2 separate regions of the Urocitellus parryii genome follow, and region 1 is linked to region 2. Evidence: chromatin contacts called from public Hi-C data. All regions are on one chromosome and are shown on one strand. The core of a region is the stretch at or near the end of the contact, and the rest is flanking DNA. Distances in the headings are between cores, read along the strand shown.

Evidence for each region. Hi-C and Micro-C count contacts between places; a contact is called where the count stands out from the background.
Region 1: a Hi-C map of liver shows a contact between it and region 2, with 6 times the contacts expected there. The contact joins the promoter of LOC113190495 here to the promoter of Fbxl12 in region 2. A contact is called at or near these places in 2 of 2 Hi-C or Micro-C datasets (liver and muscle).

Annotation. Positions count from the first base shown.
Region 1 is chr3:211,936,644-211,943,443 of mUroPar1.hap1, forward strand. LOC113190495 reads left to right here and starts at 1,886. Exons shown (of 15, transcript XM_077796393.1): 1 at 1,886-2,076; 2 at 2,452-2,528. It also overlaps the pseudogene LOC113190503.
Region 2 is chr3:211,785,847-211,792,358 of mUroPar1.hap1, forward strand. It overlaps Fbxl12 (F-box and leucine rich repeat protein 12), which reads left to right and starts at 4,925. Exons shown (of 4, transcript XM_026399686.2): 1 at 4,925-4,940; 2 at 5,454-5,712; 3 at 5,822-5,894. The coding sequence starts at 5,627.

The sequences.
Region 1 (6,800 bases), core at 636-3,135, 150 kb after region 2:
GCTTCTAATCCCAGTGGCTCAGGAGGCTGACGAAGGAGGATTGTAATTTCAAGACTAGCTTCAGCAATTTAGAGTGAACCCAAGCAACTTAGAGAGAACCTGTCTCAAAAAAAAAAAAAAAAAAAAATATGGGGCTGGGGATGTGGCTCAAGCGGTAGCTCGCTCGCGTGGCATGCGTGCGGCCTGGGTTCGATCCTTAGCACCACATACAAAGATGTTGTGTCCGCCGAAAACTAAAAAATAAATATTGGAATTTATTTCTCTCCCTCCTCTCTCTCTCTCTCTCTCTCTCTCTCTCTCTCTCTCTCTCTTTAAAAAAAATAAATAAAAATAAAATAAAATTTAAATAAATAAATAAATAAATAGAACTGGGGATGTGGCTCAGTGGTTAAGGGCCTCTGAGTTCAATCCCTGGTACAAAAAAAAAAAAAAAAGAATTTAATTTAGGGGGGGGGCTGCGTGGTGCACATTTGTGATCCCAATGGCATGGCATCGGAGGCTGAGGCAGGAGGATTGTGAGTTCAAAGCCAGCCTCCTCAGCAAAAGTGAGGTGCTAAGCAACTCAGTGAAACCCTGTCTCTAAATAAAATACAAAATAGGGCAGGGATGTGGCTCAGTGGTTAAGAACCTCTAGATTCAATTACTGGCAGAAAACAATAACAACAACAACAACAAAAACATTCCAAAGGAAAATTAGGAAATCCATATGTAATATAGATTTTTAAGAATACTTTTTAATGCAAGGCAAGAAACTCACAAGTTCCTTTACAAAACAAACACCTTTGACTACATAAAAGGTAAATATTGTATATGGCAAAAAATAAAAATGTTATGGTGAGGTAATTAGCAATCTAGTGTTCACAAAACACATTTGATAACGGGCACTGTTAGCCCAAAAGAACAGGACAGGACGCAAACTTTACGGATCGGCACAGTTTTTTTTTTTTTTTCTTCCAGGAATGGAGTGACCCTTTTCCTGGTGGAAAATGGGCAGCCAGCAGAAGCAGGAGTCTATACTTCTATTTATATCGGGGGATGAAATAAATAGAAGTATAGACTCCTCACTCAGGAATTTGAGATTTTGTTTTTATTGGGCAATGAAGGGTCTGGGGTCAGTGGCCAGCATCTGGAAAGGATTTATTTTGGAAGAAATAAATGCTTAAGTCTTTTTCCAGAGACTGTCAGTCTAGGTTTGATGGAGAACTTCTCCCCAGGGCTTGTTTTGTCACCAAGAAAGAACGATTGGGTAAGGATCAATATTATTAATGTATGGCTTTCTTTTTCACTCCTTTTTCCGAGACCACACTATTTGGGGGTTTGACATTTTCCATATCTAATAGGCACGAACAAATCTTTGTAAAATATTTGTAAATTAGGGTTCTAAACAACTCTTTATTCCACAAAAGCCGCTCACTGAAAATCACAGCAAAACTGATGATCAGAAAACCTTTTAGAATCACTTCTGAGTGTTTATCAGCGCTGTTTTACAAAACGCAGTGCGGAAGGCCCTGAATTTAAAGTAAAAAAATCCGTCAAGTGGAAACAGTAATGCATATTTGAAGAAGAAAAATTTCAAGCTTTACAAAAAGTGTCAGTACGCTGTAAACTCCAAGCAATCAACTATTAGAGTTTAGCATGGTGTTCAGATAATAAAAAGAAATAAAGGCTGAAGGACTGGATTAATTGCGTGGAGGAGACCGACCATCTCGCTGATTGGCAGGCGTAGAAACACAAAGGAAGTTCTAACTACGTGGAGGGAGGCAGCTTTTGTGAGCGGCGTGTGGTTGGGCCCCCCCTCCCACCGTTCCCTCCTCCTCTTTCCGTGCGTCTGGCAGGTCCAACCTCCAACTCCGCCCTGGGAATGCACCCCGCCCAGAGCCCTGATTCTAACCACCAGCTGCGGCCTCGGCCAGTTCTGGTCCCCAGCGTTAGGCTCAGAATTGACCTTAAGGGCTCTCCGCCCCCATGGGAGGAAGCTAGAATTTCTACGTTTCTCTGCCGCAGAGGGTCCTACGTGGCTCTGGTTCGACGCCGAACTCGGGGACTTCCGGGCCAGAACTTGGAAGCGGAAGTGATGTGAGATGTCTCTCTGTCTTTTCCGGTCTAGCTCTGCGCGGCCAAGTTCTTTTCTCCTTGGTGGTGGTGCACCTAACGGGGCCTTGGCGAGGTGGAGTAAGGGGACAGTCAGCCGCTGGAAGGGTCCAGGGAATGTTCGAGTTTAGCCCGGGCCGCCGGGGAGCCTCTCAGAGAGGGCCGGCCCTTCCCGATCGCGTCCGCCCGGGTCGCGGGTCCTCCGGTTTCGGCCGGGTCTTTCAGGCCGGTGGCCGTCGTTCGGAGGGCCCCCTCAGGGGCCGTTTCGACATAATTCTGAAGGGCGCGTCTTCGTTTCGAACACTGTGCGCTTTTCCTCAAAAGCCTTTAAAGTAATCTTTTGAATTTTTTTTTTTCCAGAAGGAAAAGAACTTCCGCTGTGGAGGGCAGCATAACGTCCCCCTTCCGCGCGGACCTGGCGATCCGGGCGCGTTCCGGTGAGTGCTTGGTGTAAGTTGGCTCCACAGGACTTCTTTTGTCTTTCAATTGGGCTTTGTCTTTGTGTGGAGTATATTTTTGACACATTTAGGTAGGAAGATAAAGCTTCTTTTAAAGACGTCTATGGTGCACCTGTTTTATAGGTAGCGGACCACAAACCATTCTGCCAAGGGACGGAAAGGATCTGTAGCCCATTCTCTTCATTTGGACTTTCTGCTCTGGGCTTCCCCACGGGGCTTCAAAACGGATCTGTAGGAAGTTCGAGGTTTTATTGCACTAAAGTACTATTATATTTGAACTTATTTGCTTTCTTCCAGAAAATAGGAAGCAGGAGACAATGGATTAACTGATTAAGTCTCTAGAGAGAGAGAAAAGAGAATTGACAAGGACTTAACTTCAGTTTTGGCACCAAAGTCATTTTCTACATTTGGGAAAATTAATATACAACTCAGTATATAACTGACAAGAAAACTGGTACCTATTGAAATGGTGTAATTTGAGATGAAATAAAACATGACTTTTTTCTAAGTAGGAAATTAATTCAAGGAATTCGCATCGGTGATACCATTGAGAAAAAAGTTCACTATGAAAATTCACTTGTTAATTATTTATATTTGGAAAGTCTGTGTCTATAATCAGTCAAAAGTCTCTTGAGTGTTTTTTAGTCAACCTTGGTGTTCTTACTCCTATCCAAACTTGTCCTTCATTTTCCTGAATGAATGTCTAGAGTTAATCACTCTTAATGTGACTCCTTAGAGACATTCACACTCCATAGGTAAGTGACCAGAAAACTCCCCTGCCAGTGTTGGTTGCCAGTAAGCACTGAAGGAGTTTTATGACTTTGCAATATCCATGTTTTGTTTTCTTTAGAAAAATTTTTATTGGTGCATAATAATTATACAGAATAATGGGTTCCATTGTGGTGTATTTCATATATGAATGTGACATAATTTGGTTCATTTCACTTCCAATACCTCCTTAATGTCCCCTCCACCCTCTAATAACCATGATTTCATTTGGCCACAAAGGGGTCCCAGTGAGCTAAGTGGACATAGTTAAATAATTAATGAGGATTCTGAAGATAAGTTGGTGAGGGTATGCATGTTTATTGGCAAAGGACTTTCAAAAACTGTTAGGACTATTTGCTAACTTTGTATGTACGCATGCTCTGTCACACAGGGATGCATGTGCATGCATATCAAGATAAAAATAGTGGCTTTTTATTCCTGTATTATATGAAACAGCCCTAAGTGGAAAAAGGCCAGCAGAATAATGGGTAAATTGTAGTATTCTTATACTATGGAAGACTGTTCCACAAATAGAAAGAACAAACCGAAGGTAGATGCAAAAATGTGGGTGAATTTTGCAAAGTTTTGAGTGAAAAGAAGCTAGGCAACAAAAGAATGTCTGTCTTTCTCCAAGACAGGGATTTAAACCTCCTTAGATAACACACATGTATTTGTTCTCTATTGCTGCCTGACAATTGAAGAATAATGTGTAATATCTTTGGGTCAGGAATCCAGGCATGGTGTAGGTAGATCAGATCCTCTGTTCAAGATTTCACCTAGCTGCTATCAAGTCATTGGTTGGGTTACAGTTAGCTTAATTGGGAAAGCTTAATCAGGGAAGAATATTTGCATTCTCACTAATAGGCAAAATTCATTTTCTTAGAACTACAGGACATAGTGGATGCTGTCATCTGGAGGGTGATCTTAGCTTCTAGAGGCTACCTGTGGTTCTTATTACGTGACTCCTCAGGAAAGGCCTATATTCTCTATGCCAGTAGGTAGAGATCACTGAGGTCATATGAAGGCATGTCAGCCATAGTATAGTTGTAACCTATTGCTGGGTTACTTATGTCCAGAGATGGTTATTACATAGATTAAGCAAGATTAAAACAATGCTAGCTGCTATTGGCGTTTTTGTATATTAGGGAATTGGGACACTTCTCCCTTGAACTCACAAGTTTCTTGCTCAGCGTATTGAGTAGCTGAGATTACAGGTGCATACCTCTGCCCCTGGCTGCATAGTTGTTCTCCTTGACATGTGTGGGCAGCTGAACTTAAAGTCGCTCGTGTGAATTTTCAGGGACACCAAATAAAACAGACACACTTTACCTTAAAACAAGCTTCAGGACGACTTCTCCACTCTCCGCCTCAGGCTCCCCAAAAGGGAGAGCAACAGTAAGTCACTAGAGGCTGGTGAGAGAGTGAGCACTTTTGGAAGTGGGCTTTTATTGCAGGGACTCTTGTTCTTTAGAAAGTTCTATCCAAAAAAAGGCCAGAAGGGGCTGGGTTACAAGGGTCAGTTGAGTGTAACTTAACCTCAGGGGGTGACACCTACATCTGAAGGACTTGTCTTTTACTTCCTGATCTGGGACAACGCCCAAGTCACCATGAAATGTAGTGATTGGTCAGAGCCTTTTGCTTCAGGACTGGAAGGGTCATTCATAGTGGCTTCCCACAGAGAGTGTTTTCTTTTGGAGGGCTGTGATACATATCACAGGGAACCCTTCAAATGAGTTTGGTAGGCAGTGGGAGTTTGGATGCCACCTATCTGGTAGTGCCAGGCCCAACATGTGTCTGTCTATGGAGGGCCAAGGGGAATACTACTGGGGTACAAGCTTTTTGTGTCTGGTGTACAAAATAAATTGGGTCAACATGCAGCATGCATCCGGAGTTGGGAAACAAGCCATCAACTATGTTAGCATATTTGCAGAGAGTACCTCTGCTAGTGGGATACCTTTGAGCACATGGGCTCCATAGTAGGAGGTCAGTAGGATATTGGTAACTGGGTCAGGGGTTGATGGTCATCTAGGGAATGTGTTTTGGGCTCAAGGCATGGGCATAGCACTTGGACACTGCTGACTACCATGCAGCAGTTATATCCAGAAGGTAAAGTTTCCTTCCTTTTGTGATGTCCATTCATTTACCCCTTACACATTCCTCTTATTTGGTCTTGTGGTATCTCTGGAGAATGGTCACAGTTATAGCCCTGTCTTTACTGGGAGAGTTGGGTTCTTTGTGTTAGTTAGTTGAGACACAAGGGAGGCAGCACAGTAAACACCTAATATAATAGAAGCATCTTAATTATTGTGAGAGAGGTGTTCCCTGAAGGACTTTTGGGAAGTTTGTAGATGCCATGACCATGGTGCTTAGTCAGCCAGAGGGGAGTGAGAGATGATGAGATCCGTGGGTCTCTGCCTTTTTGTTAAGTTCCTTGGGCATTATCCCTTGGGTCTCTTAAAAAAAGATGGGGTTTTGATGATCAAGGGTATCCAGGGTATCCAGAGCCAAGATGACTGCCTGGCATTTGCCCAGCTGTGTTGCTTCTTGGGTCTAGACTTTAATTAGGACCATCCTGGCTGAGGAATGGAAAGCAGCAACTCTTCTTTAAAATGCATATATGATTGTCAGTAGTTCCTTTCCCCCATCCTACCCCCAGGGATTGAACCCATGGGCTCTTTACCACTGAGCTACATCCCTAGCCCTTTTTTATTTTGAGAGAGCTTGTTGCTGAGTTACTGAGGGTCTCATTAAGTTGCTCAGACTGAACTTGAATTTGTGGTCCTCCTGCTTCTGCCTCCTGAGTTGTTGGGCTAACGGGCATGTGCCACTGCACCTAGCTAGTAGTGCCCTTTTGTAATGAAGTCTCTGAATTCCAGTTACTTTTCACTCAGTTGATCCCAAGGGGCTTTTCAGATTATCAGTGAGTCTGGAGGAGGAGTCACCTCCTCTAGCACCCTTGCCTCAGGCAAGGGACTGAAGTCAGAGGAAACCCTCCTCTCCTATAGGTAGAGTATACCAGAAGATTTAATTTTGGTTCTACCCTGTCTTAAGGAGGCCTAAATAGCAGTATGAAGCTCTGTCCTGTTTCTGTGACAGGGGTGGGTATTATAGGGTCACAGGCTCAGGATATATTAGAGTCTTTATTTCCAGGAGATACCAGTTAGTGGCCAGTCATTTGTTTTGATGGCAATACCATGAAGCTGAGAGGGGCAATTTCTTGCATTAGAACCCTAGGAAGAACTAACAGTCTTTATTTCAGATTAAGAAGAAGAAACAATTGTATTGAATGGAAGAGTAACGGAGGTAATCACCCTTTCACAAACTGTGTATTATGCAAATTTTAATCATTGAAGCCCTATTTTTTTAAGATGGACACAATATCTGTATTTACTTATTTTTTAATCTTTTAAAATGTATATTTACTTTAGTTGTAAATGGACCTTTATTTTATTTATTTATATGTGGTGCTGAGACTCAGCACCA
Region 2 (6,512 bases), core at 3,675-6,174:
GCACCTTAAGCAACTTAGTAAGACTCTGTCTCAAAATTAAAAGAACTAGGGATATAGCTCAATGGTAAATTGCCCCTGGATTCCATCCCTAGTATGAAAAAAAAAAAAGAGGGGGCTGGGGATGTGGCTCAAGTGGTAGCGTGCTCACCTGGCATGCATGTGGCCCGGGTTCGATCCTCAGCACCACATACAAACAAAGATGTTGTGTCTGCCGAAAACTAAAAAATAAATATTAAAAAAAATTAAAAAAAAAAAAGAGGGGGTCGGACTAGTGGTAGAGCACTTGCCTAGCATGGATAAGGCCTTGGGTTCAATCCCCAGTACCATCAAGGAAATAAAACCAACCAACCAACCAACAAAACACAACCTGCAATGTGATAGCATTTTATATATATATATATATAAAATGCTAAAATACAGGCATGGTAGTACATACCTCTGAAAGGCCAAGGTTTGTTGTCGGAGATTAAAATGCACACACACAGATAGCAGTGACACAGATGAAGCACTTTACTGCAAGCTGGTGTTACCTTATATAGGAAGAGAGAGTCAGTTATCTTAAACCAGGAAGCTCCCTGGGCCAATCATAGTAAAGGTCAGGTCATCACCTACAGTGCAGTCACATCTGCCCTGCATAAGATTCATGGGGGGCATGAACTGTCCATGTGTAGGGAAGACGGGAGGGCCAATTAGAAGGTTTTCAAAACAACTTGCCCGTCGCCATGTTGCATAGGGACTCCTTATCTGAAAGGCCCGGGAGTTCTAGCTGCCCAATGGCAATTTGCCCACCGCCATATTTGAAAGGCCTGGGGAGTTCTCAGGGAGACTCCCAACAACTTCCACACTGCTTGGGACACCAGGTTGGGAAGATCACTTAAGCCCTGGAGTTTGAGATAAGTCTGGGCAATTTAACAACCCCCTTCCTCCCCCAAAAAAAGAGTTTGCAGAAGAATGGATAGATGAAGAGAGGCTGGAAGTTTGAGGGTAAGGTAAGGGGATTGATACATCTGGAGAAGTTTGAAAGCAACATGTCTTTGCGTTCACATAGAAATACTGGGTTACCCAGTTCCTTGACAGTCCTTACCACTAGATGGTGGAATTGCTGAGAGTCTGATTTTCTTTTTAATACTTTTTGGTGTTTTACAGATTTTTAACATGAACACATTTTATTTTATAAGAGTAAATTTTTCTATGTGTTTATTTTGAAGATCGCTCAAGGGGTTTGGGACATAGCGTCAGTGGTAAAGTGCTTGCCTATCAGACATGAGGCCCTGGATTCAATCCTCAACACCACACACACAAAAAAAAAATACAGCTCACTGAAGCTGTTGTCATGCTGAGCTGTGGGCTGGGGCAATAGGAAGTGGGGACTGCTGCGATGAGAAGACGAACATCAAGCCTGGGATTGATGAGGGCTTAGGCTCCATGGAGACAGGTGAGGGTCTACTGAGGGACTAGGCCATCCTGGGGAGTGGGTGTGGGCAATGGGAAGTCCCTGAATGAGACTGCCACAACTGCAGAACTCCTTCCCTGGACCCAAGTGGTATGACAGGCACCCCAAGAGACAGTATGTCACCTAGTGTGACTCCTCCCCAAATCTTGGTAATGCTAATTCTGCACTGCCTGTGCAGGGACCTGGCTGCAACTGCCCTTTGAGGCAACCCCATCATGCTGTCTGTCAGAGCTACTCCTTCTGGGGGAGTTGGATATTTCTCAGAAGGTGGAGACTGGCTCATGACCCAGGGAGCAAGTTGGGCAGGCCCCTGATACCCTTGTTTCCTCGTTTCTGATCCAGAAGGAAGTTATACATGTGTTTCTTTACCTGACCTACCTTCCTCCCCTTCACCCCCAGTAGATGGGGGTGGTAGATGGTCCAGTAGATGGTTTTTAGGGCCCCCTATACCTGAGCCAGGGGCATAGTTGCTTGGGTTCTGCCAAACAAAAAGGCAATGCCCCACCCACAATTCACCAGAAGTAAAATAGTCTTAGGGATGAAGAAGATCCCTTTCCCAAACATCTGAGTATCTCTGCAAGTCTTAATGATACAGCAGTGAACAAAACCAATGCCATAGTTAGGATTTTTTATTCTTTGCTTTTTTTGGGGGGGGGGATACTGGGGATTGAATTCAGGGACACTCAGCCATTGAGCCACATTTGTAGCCCTATTTTGTATTTTATTTAAAGACAGGATCTCTCTGAGTTGCTTATCGCCTCGCTTTTGCTGAAGCTGGCTTTGAACTTGAGATCCTTTCTTTTCTCTGCCGCTGGTATTATTGGCAAGTGCCACTGTGCCTGGCTTTTTTTTTTTTTTTTTTTTTTAAGCAGTGCTGGGCGGCTGGGAATGTGGCTTAAGTGGTAGCGCGCTCGCCTCGCATGCATGCGGCCTGGGTTCGATCCTCAGCACCACATACAAACAAAGATGTTGTGTCCGCTGAAAACTAAAAAATAAATACTAAAAATAAAAAAAAAAAAAATTCTAAAGCAGTGCTGGGTAATTACCACCACGGAGTACTGTGATAATGGCAGAGGCTCAGCACCAGAAGGTTCTGACCCTGCAGTTCTAGCAAGTGATTCGACCTCTAAGCTTCAGCTTCCACCTGGTAGTATCAACCACCATGGTTATGGAAATAAAGTGAGCTGATACTGGTAAAAACACTCAAACAGAACGAGCACTCAGCAGAAAAGTTCAGCTATTTTGTACTTTTATTACTTTTTCTTAACCAATAAGCTAAGCAAAGGAGTTGTAATTTTCAGTGTTCCAGGTCCAGAGCCTCAAACTTTTTAGTTAGCAATGCTTTTGGCTTCAACTAACAGAAAGCTTACAGTTGCTTAAGCTGATTATTTTTCTCATAACAAAAATTCTGGAAATAGGGAGCACCTGAAGCAGCAACTCAGGGATATCTGAGGTTTTCTTTGTGCATTTCTTTTGGTCTTTCCCTCCACAATCACAAGAATGATTGCCAAAACATGAAGCATTTTATCTGCACTCTTGTTTGAAGAAAAATATCAAAGGGGTTTGTAGTATAAATACACATTTGTGGGCTGGGGCTGTAGCTCAGAGGCAGAGCGCTTGCCTAGCATTCGAGAGGCACTGGGTTCGATCCTCAGCACCACATAAAAATAAACAAAATAAAGACATGCTGTCCATCTACAATTTTTTTTTAAAAAATACACATTTGGAACTTTTTTTTTTTAAGGTATTACTTGCACAAGGTAGAAAATGTGAGCAGCATAAAAGGCAATACAGCAGCACATGGTCCCCTAACCCTCCCACAGCAAATGCCATTAAAATTTTGTTTCCTAAAAACAGTCTCTGCATCCTCAAATGTGTTTTCAGGAGCCTCCTAAGAAAATGATAAATCTTTCAGACACCATAATACATTTCAATAAGAAATAGACTTTGTATTTTCAAGCACTGTACAACATTTCAGATTATGTCGGAGGTTTGATAAACAACTTGTTTTCCACACAGGGCTTTTCTTTTTTCTTTTTTTGGTCACAGTGGGGATTAAACCCAAGGTTTTGCAAGGGCTAGACAAGTGCTGTACCCCTGAGTCACAGGAGCAGCCAAGCCCCCTTATAGGCCTTTATGTATAAAGTAAAAGACATAATAGTTTGCATTTTATTGAAAGAATGTGAATCCATGTGTGTATATCAAACTATACACACTGCTTTTGTTTTTATTATTATTTTTATTTGAGTTACTGGGAATTGAACTCAGGGCCTTGCCCATACTAAGCACTCAGCTACACCCCTAGTCACTCCAGTTTTTAATTTGATTTTATTTTTCTAGTACTGGGGATCAAACCCAGGGGCCCTCTACCACTGGGCTAAATCCCCAATCCTTTTTAGTTTTGTTTTTGAGACAAGGTCTCACTAAGTTGCCCAGTATGGCTCTGAACTTGTGTCTCCCTGTCTCAGCCTCTTGAATTGCTGGGATTATAGTAGTGCACACCTTGTGCCTGGCTGAAAAGGTCCATTTCTAACATAATGACAACCCTGTTATTGATCTTGGACATTTTGAGAACCACCACAGTAAGTGACAATCTCTTTAGGGCAGGGACTATATTATTTCCCACTGTATTCAGAGTTAACATCACTAAACTTGCAACACAGTAAGTCCCTGAGAGGCTACAGGAATGATGGCAATCCTAGGTTCTGGTAGTTCTCCAGCATCACATCACTATACATAACATCATGTACAGGTTTCTCTGAATTAAATCCAGGAAACTCCACTCCTTCTGCATGAAGTCCACAGCCACAACATCAAAGCTGTATTACTGATTTGAGCCAAGGAGCATCTTCACCAACATTTACAGGAGAACGAGGAAGTGGGACCCAATGCCTACACAGGGTCTCAAGGTCTTCACTTACCTACAATCTCCCTTATCTGAATTCACAAACTCTTTTTTTTTTTTTTTTTGAGAGAGAGAGAGAGAGAGAGAGAGAGAGAGAGAGAGAGAGAATTTTTTTCAATATTTATTTTTTAGTTTTCGGTGGACACAACATCTTTATTTTATTTTTATGGGGTGCTGAGGATCAAACCCAGCGCCGCGCCCGCATGCCAGGCGAGCGCGGTACCGCTTGAGCCACTTCCCTAGCCCTAAATTCACACACTCTTTATCTAACTTCGCACATTCTTAATCTTATCATAACAAGGCTAGCGAAATCTTGTCTCATTTCCCTTTGAGTTCAGTGCTCAGGACATTCCAATATTGGGAATCCAACCTAAAGCCTCGCGTGTGCCAGGCGGGCGTGCTGCTACTGAACTTTATCTCCCGACTTTTTTTTTTTTAGACACGGTCTCCTACGTTGCCCAGGGTGGCCTTGAACTTCCAATTCCCCTGCCTCAGCCGTCCAGGTCCCTGGGATCATCGGCGCGGACCACCGCCTCAGGCTTCAGGCTGCATTAAGTGAAGAAGCGCAGACACCTCCGCCAGGTACTCCGCTTGTGGCCACACCCCCTCGCCTCGCCCGATTCCTGCCCCGCCTTCCAGTCTGGGTCCTGGTCCTTGTTCCCGCCCACCAGCCACACCTTCTGGCTTGAGCTTCGTTCCCGGTCCCACCCTTGGGCCTGGGCCCGTCCCAACCCGGTGCCGTCTTCCAGGCTTCTTCGTGGGATCTTTTTCCCTTTTCTTGCTGGGCTGGGGACTGAACCCAGGGACTTGCGCTTGCTGGGCTACATTCCTAGCCCCAAGCTTGGTCCCTGTCCCCTTCCGAACCAGGCTTTCTGGGCTAGGTCCACGCCTGGGGACACGCTCTTTGGCCCACTCTCCGCCCACTCTCCATCTTCATTCCCAGCCCAGCCTCCGTCCTGGCCACGCCCCCGATTGGTTCCCGCCCAAACCACGCCTTCCGGGCTTGGTCCTCGTCCCAGCCCCGCCCCTGGGCCTCACCCAGCCCCTGCGACGCCGCCCAGGCTGGGTCTTAGTCTGTAGCCGGGCCCCCAGCAGGTCTGGTCTCGAGGTGGTCCCGTCCCGGAACCTGACCACATTCCTGCGAGAGGAAAGCGGGAGGTCCCGCCGGGTGCTGGAAGTCCGGCTGCCGCCCCTCCCGCCGCCTAGGCATTCCCGAGGGAATCCCGACTTCGCTTTGACCGGAAGCGGAAGTACGTGGCGGCGGGATCATGGTGACTCTTACTGACCTGCCGGATTCGGTGCTGCTGGAAATCTTCTCTTACCTCCCGGTCCGGGACCGGATCCGCATCTCCAGGTGCGGCCCCTCTCCTCGGGGGAAAGAGCCGGGAAGGGGGCGCACCCGGAGATGCGGCTCCGGCCCCAGCGGGGCCGGGGTCGTTCTAACGGCGGGTCCCCTCCCCCAGGGTCTGTCACCGCTGGAAGAGGCTGGTGGACGACCGGTGGCTGTGGCGACATGTGGACTTGACGCTCTACACGGTACGCGGGGTCGGTTGTGCGGGCCAGGGCTTCGTCTGAATTGGTTGGACCCGAGGACCAGCCTCCCTACCCTGGGACGGTGTGTCAGGAACTGCAAGAACTGGCCCTTGGTCAGCGCAGGCCTGGATTTCCAGTCAGGCAGTGTGGGCCCGTCTCAGGGCCTCAGTGTCCCCGTCCTAGATCCCTGTGGGACCGGCGCGCGCGCTGAGTCCACGCGAGGCCCGTGGTCAGTCCCAGCCCCTAAAGAAAAGCTCGGTCGTGGGGCCGCGGTGCGGAGAAGGGGCTTGCAGCAGCGCCTGGCCCTACTCGGCACCTAGGAAATGCTGGTCTGTGATGACATTGTCAGACGCTGATACCAGTTTTTTGTAGCGAAATTATTTTCCCGAGTCAACTGATTTTCTGAATAAAATTCCTGAGTAGTGCGACCAAACCATTTCCACTTTCTCTCATTTGCATTTTATTTTCTTTGTGTTTATTATGAAATATTTCAACTATCCAGAAGTGTATGGAGGGTGATATTACAACCATGTCTTTACCACCTAGATTTAACTTTTTTTTTTTTTTTTTGGCTATACTGGGGACGGAACCCAGGGCTTGCTTGTGTTAGGTGACCACTCT